Regions from separate parts of the Mus musculus genome. Here region 1 is linked to region 2. Evidence: chromatin contacts called from public Hi-C data. All regions are on one chromosome and are shown on one strand. Each heading gives the region's core, a stretch centred on a gene start, on an enhancer-like site or on the middle of the called end of the contact. The rest is flanking DNA. Distances are from core to core; before and after follow the strand shown. Region 1 overlaps Gm35712 (a long non-coding RNA gene). Region 2 has its middle 3.7 kb from the start of Gm39165.

Evidence for each region. A called contact is a pair of places that touch in the nucleus more often than the background predicts.
Region 1: a contact with region 2 is called in a Hi-C map of the G1E-ER4 cell line, with 2.0 times the contacts expected there. The contact joins two enhancer-like sites. A contact is called at or near these places in 9 of 484 Hi-C or Micro-C datasets (the G1E-ER4 cell line, cortical neurons, embryonic stem cells and 3 more), 1 of 115 datasets of contacts at active chromatin or transcription factors (embryonic stem cells) and 1 of 9 other capture datasets (embryonic stem cells).

The regions. Positions count from the first base shown.
Region 1 is chr8:36,282,434-36,285,133 of GRCm38.p6, forward strand. All of the region lies in intron 1 of Gm35712 (a long non-coding RNA gene), which reads left to right. Among named protein-coding and RNA genes, the nearest start is that of Lonrf1, 34 kb to the left of the region's middle. Within about 2 kb of position 1,383, at least 36 of the 459 cell types and tissues checked have an H3K27ac peak or open chromatin away from gene starts, as enhancers often do. A contact at or near this core is called in the G1E-ER4 cell line, where this site is marked.
Region 2 is chr8:36,203,640-36,206,339 of GRCm38.p6, forward strand. No RefSeq gene overlaps it. Among named protein-coding and RNA genes, the nearest start is that of Gm39165, 3.7 kb to the right of the region's middle. Within about 2 kb of position 1,437, at least 2 of the 459 cell types and tissues checked have an H3K27ac peak or open chromatin away from gene starts, as enhancers often do. A contact at or near this core is called in the G1E-ER4 cell line, where this site is marked.

The DNA of each region.
Region 1 (2,700 bases), core at 133-2,632, 79 kb after region 2:
TTTAGGAAAGCTTCCCTGCCTGATTAGCAGAATTTGTTGACAAATTTGTTTTCCCAATTGTACTCAGTGTAAGTCTTGAATTTTTGACAGGAATGAAACTTGGTCCTTGTGGAACTGATGAGAACAACTGCCGTTTGTTTGTTTGTTTGTTTGTTTGTTTGTTTGTTTGTTTTGTGGTACAGGGCTACAGGAAGTACCTAAGGGAGTCAATTGGATATCTAAGATGTTAAAATGTCATTGGGTCACTAGGAAAAAACATCCAAAGAGACTCTTTAAAATGCCAAGAGAAAGCTAATGATACTCTCATGTGAGTGGCTTCCAACCAGAACTCTGTAAGCTTACCAGTGTGACCACGCTGGAATTTCTGTCAATAAATGTCATGTCTCAGATTACAGGAAAACAGCGATTCATTCAACAGCATGACATTTGCTGCCAGGAGAGTGGCTGCAGAACAGAACAGAGCAGGGGAAGACTCTAGAAGACCCGTGTAGTAGTTCACGTAGGAAGTGGACTTGTTCAGGTAATTAGATAATAATTAGATATACTTTAAAACACACTGCTTTAAGAGTGCCACATTGCTCAAAGTCCCCTTGATAACACCTCTGTGGTGAGAAGTGCAATATTCTCTTTAAAGTTCATGGTCTTAGTCTAGGATTTCTTTGCTTGTTTATACATTAAAAAAAAAATCTCTGGCATGGTTAATTCCTTGGGCTGGCAGAAAGAAGTCATTAACTGGTTTCACATTTTCCATTGTAGGAAAACTTTGTAGGTGTGTTGAATTTCTATTCGGGCAGGGAGGGACTCCTTCCTATTCAAAGGCGAGCTTTGTACACTTCACCACAAGGATGCCCTTCATCTTCGAAGCTTCCAGCATTTCACAATCACAAACGGTCTTGGTTGGCGTAACCTGCTGCGCTATGTAGCTTCTACGGTGTGTTTTTATTTGCAGGGCTTACAAAGCATATAATGACTATTAATGAGTCTTCCCGGGCAGTTTTTAGCTCATTTCTGGCATCCATCAACTGTTTTGCTTAGTGCGGTGAAGGTTTCTTCCAGATAAAACCTGACTTTGGCTCTGGATACTATATTTTTCCAATGGCTATTAATCAATTGTGCAAGCTGCCTGAAGTCCTTTTTGGAGATAGGCTGTTATAAATAAGCACGAACATTCACTGGTTCATCCAGGAAATGCAGAAGTACAGGCCAGCTGTACGTGCAAAAAAGCATGCCCAGGCCATAGGCGTGCAGAGGGGGGCAGACTGCTCCTCAGTGTGCACACAGGTCACACTGTTTGTATATCACCCTCTTCCGGGGGGCCAGAAGGGTCAAAAACAACACGTGATCCCGGAGGTTACTATCAAAACAAACATGTTTCATGAGATGCAAGCTGTAACGTGAGATAACTTAAGTATATGTAGAATGCTCTCTTAAAGGGCCTCTACAACCACAGTTAATGAGACTCAACAGGGAATAAGATAACCGAGGCTTCCAACACACAGTCCTTAACAGATTTCCTCACATTTCCAGCTGAAATGTGATAAATTAAATTGCTGAGTCAGAGTATGAACATATTGTTTGAAGAAATGTTTGTACTCTACGTTAAAGGCACTGTTCACTATATTTTGTATGCTTAAAAATATATTTAAAGTATAAATGAAAAATTAATTAGGCTTGCCTTACATTGGTGTGTACAGGAAAAGCTAACTGCAGGTTTAAGACTGGGGAAATGTCATGAAATACAGAATTCTCCAAAGGGAGAAAGCTCGGGGGTAACACATTAAGTGTAGAACAGACATTAACCCCACAGAGAGCCCGGTCTCTCATCCCCATCAGGAGTGTAGGGACTGAAGGTTTGGGGCCTTAATTATTTATGGAAGGCTAAACTCACTGGGACACCTAGGAGAGCAACTAACAAATCAGCTTCCTTCTGAAGGCTGAGGACTGAGGTGGATGTCTTTGTGTTTGGGATGTTTGGGGAAGGACAGAAAGAATGGTACACAGAAAAAAGAAAATAGTCCAAGATTCTGGTGCGCTCCAGTCATGGCAAATAAAAACAGAAAACAAAACTTTTCTCAGCCACAAAACAACAAATTCCCAAGTAGCGTTATATGTGGGCCTTCTAAACAAACTATACATATGAACATATTCTATACAAACTATATTGTGAAGATGTTTCGTGTGAAGTAGTTCTAGAATCTATGACACCCTGCTATTTTACCCATGAGTGGAGATTTTAATTGGAAAATAATCACCATGATGTCTCCTGTATAATCTGAGCATGTCTATTAGTCAAAACTTAACACTGTCACAAGTATATGTTAGTAAGTCATTAAACCACCTTGTTCTTCAACTTGAGTGTTTTAAAGGAGCCAGGGAAATAACTCACCTGCAGGGCACTTGCCAGTATATGCACAGCCCTGTGTTTAATCCCAAACACTGAAAAAAAAAAACCTAGCAAACAAAATTACTTTCAAAAATGAGATTTAAAAGCCTTAAACTTGAAACAAGCAGCAAATGTGGAAAAAAAAACCCAACCTTCCCTTTAAAAAAGTAAGGGGTAGGGTCTCCGATATTTATATTTTTATGGGACTGTGGGACCTACAGGTTTGTCTGAAGAGTTTGAACACCACAACTTTTAGTGCCATGTGGAGTTAACTGTGTGTCTAATAACCCAGGCTCACGGACAGCAGCCATAGGATG
Region 2 (2,700 bases), core at 187-2,686:
CCACACTTTGGTCTTCCTTCTTCTTGTCAGTCCTACTTATAAACTTTCAAAGTTCCCACTGCTTTCTAGCTAGTATGTCAGCTCATGGAATTTTGATACCATTTCTGTAATACATCTATTTTCCTACAGAACTAAGTGTCTAAGAGATGGTGTTAGCAGCCGAATAGCTGTGTCAGTGTGGAACACAGAGTTGGTCCTAGCAAGTAGTTTGGAGAACCAAAGATCTAAACTTTAAAATGGGGCTAGCTCATTGGAAGGATCTGAGGTTTTTAACAAGTTTCCAATTCTAATCTTCAGCTATTGCCAAAAATAAGCTCCAGAGCTTGCATAAGAATCCCAATAAATTAACAACCAGATTGCATTAGCCTAATAAATGCATGGGCAACTTTTGACTTTACAGAACTTTGATTGCCCTGTAAAATCTGCTCATATGCCCCAGTACAGGGGAATGCCAGGGCCAAAAAGGGGGAGTGGGTGGGTAGGGGAGTGGGTGGGGGTGGGTATGGGGGACTTTTGGTTTAGCATTGGAAATGTAAATGAGCTAAATATCTAATAAAAAATGGAAAAAAAAGAAAAAATTCAGAGGTTGCCAATGGTGTAAGAATCAGGTGGACGGTGACTGTGGGGGCATTGCCTAACTCACTCCTGTGCGTGTGAGTTACCAGCATTTTTCAGATACTCTGACCTGGAGTAAGAAGGTAGGTTACCCGTGCATATGTCTCAGCTCGCAGCTCCTCTGAATAGACTTGTGGGAAGATCTCTGGGGTCAAATGCACGATGGTTCTCTGTCTATGGTGAAGCTTCATCCTGGGATCAACACTCTTCTTGTCTGGGCAACATCTGTACCAGAAAAATCCCCCAACTTCAGGTACACACTCTCAACTTCAACACACAGTCACAGTGCATCCCTCCAGTCTCACTGCATCCCTCCAGTTGCAAACAGAATCATTCCCCCATAGATTAAGTCTACAAATCCAAAGGTGTGCTCACTTGCTCTCTCTCTCTCTCTCTCTCTCTCTCTCTCTCTCTCTCTCTCTCTCTCTCCTCTCTCTCTCTCTCTCCTCTCTCTCTCTAGGGAATGATCCTTTGGAGTCTCTTTCAGCTTTTGGTAGCCCTATCATTCTTGGACTTGCAGAGTTCATCCCCTGCCTCTATGGTCACAGGGCTTGTTGTGTCTTTGCCTGCTCTTGCCTTTTGGTGGCCTCTCTTCTCTCCATGTATGCAATAACAATACTGTTAAGGACTCCTTTTTTCACTAGGACCTCATTTTAACTTAATTAGTTATACCCGGAAAGATCCCACTTCTGTATAGGTTTCCATTCTCAGATGCTCAGGATTAAGAGTGCAACATAGAAATTTTGCATTATAGACAGCTCAATCTATAGCAAGCTGCTTTAGTCAGCAAAGCCAGACACTAAAAATAGCCCAAATGCCCTTCAAGTAGAGAATGGATGAACAAATATGGTATCTTTACATAACAGGATATTACTCAGAAACAAGCAGATGAGTTACTGTTAAATACACCACCTTGGATGGATCTCAAGTGCTTAGTGTGGAAGAAATGGGAGGAGAGGGCTACACCCAGCAAGGGTTCTAATACTCACCAATACTTCCACACCCAGCAACGGTTCTACACTCACCAAAGATTCTATACTCAGCAACGGCTCCACACTTAGCAATGCTTCCACTCTCACCAGTGGCTCAGAGTTCTTCTATTTGTAGTAGCCTTCTGCATGAGGCATAGACATAGAAGCACAGGAAACATCAGTATTCCCAGGTATGGAAAGGATAGGGAAAAAATTCAAAAGAGACTGGGGGGGGGCGGCTGATGGAACATTATCATCAGCATCTTGACATTAAAGCTGGCTCTATGACTGTACATGTTTGTATACATCTAGAGAACCACACTGCAAAAGAATTGAATATATGCAACTCACACACCAGTAAGCTTGACCCACCCCTCCACAATGGTGTTAGAGAACGTGGATATTAATGGCTATGGGCTGAACATAGCTTGTTACCCCACCCCCCCAAAAAAACCTGTGTTGACATTGCATCCTCATCAGACAATGCAGAAGTGCAATCCGCAGGCCCATTTACGAGGTGCCTGAGGCTCTGCTCTCATCCGTGGGGGAGTCTGTTTATGTGACTGAAAAGTGGTGGTCCAATGGGTTATCTAGGGTGGGTCTGTTGTGGAAGCTTGTTTGGCTGCATCTCTCCTACACTCCCCATCTCCTGCCATGTGACGATGCCTTCTGACATAGCCCCTCAACCACAGGGCAGAGTAGGAGCCAAAATAAGTTTACCCAGGGGATAGAGAAATGGTTAAGTTGGGTAAGAGTCCTTGCTTGGCAATCCTGGGGACATGAGTCAGGATAGTCATGTGGACCCACGGAGCACATGCATGCACGCATGCAACACACACACACACACACACACGTACAAAGAAAAACAATAACAACTAAAGAATAGGCTTTATCTATACTGTGGTAGTGTATTATTAGCAGTAAACTGGAGAAGACATCCACATACAAGAAACACACATGCACACACTTCCCTCTCACACATAAACACTACCTTAAAATAAATCACCAACTTCAAGGTAAAAGCTAAAACTACCCAACTTTTAGAAGAAAACAGAAAACTCTTCGAAACCCTGGGAGAAAGCAAAATTTTCTTAGATGTGGTATGAAAAGCAGT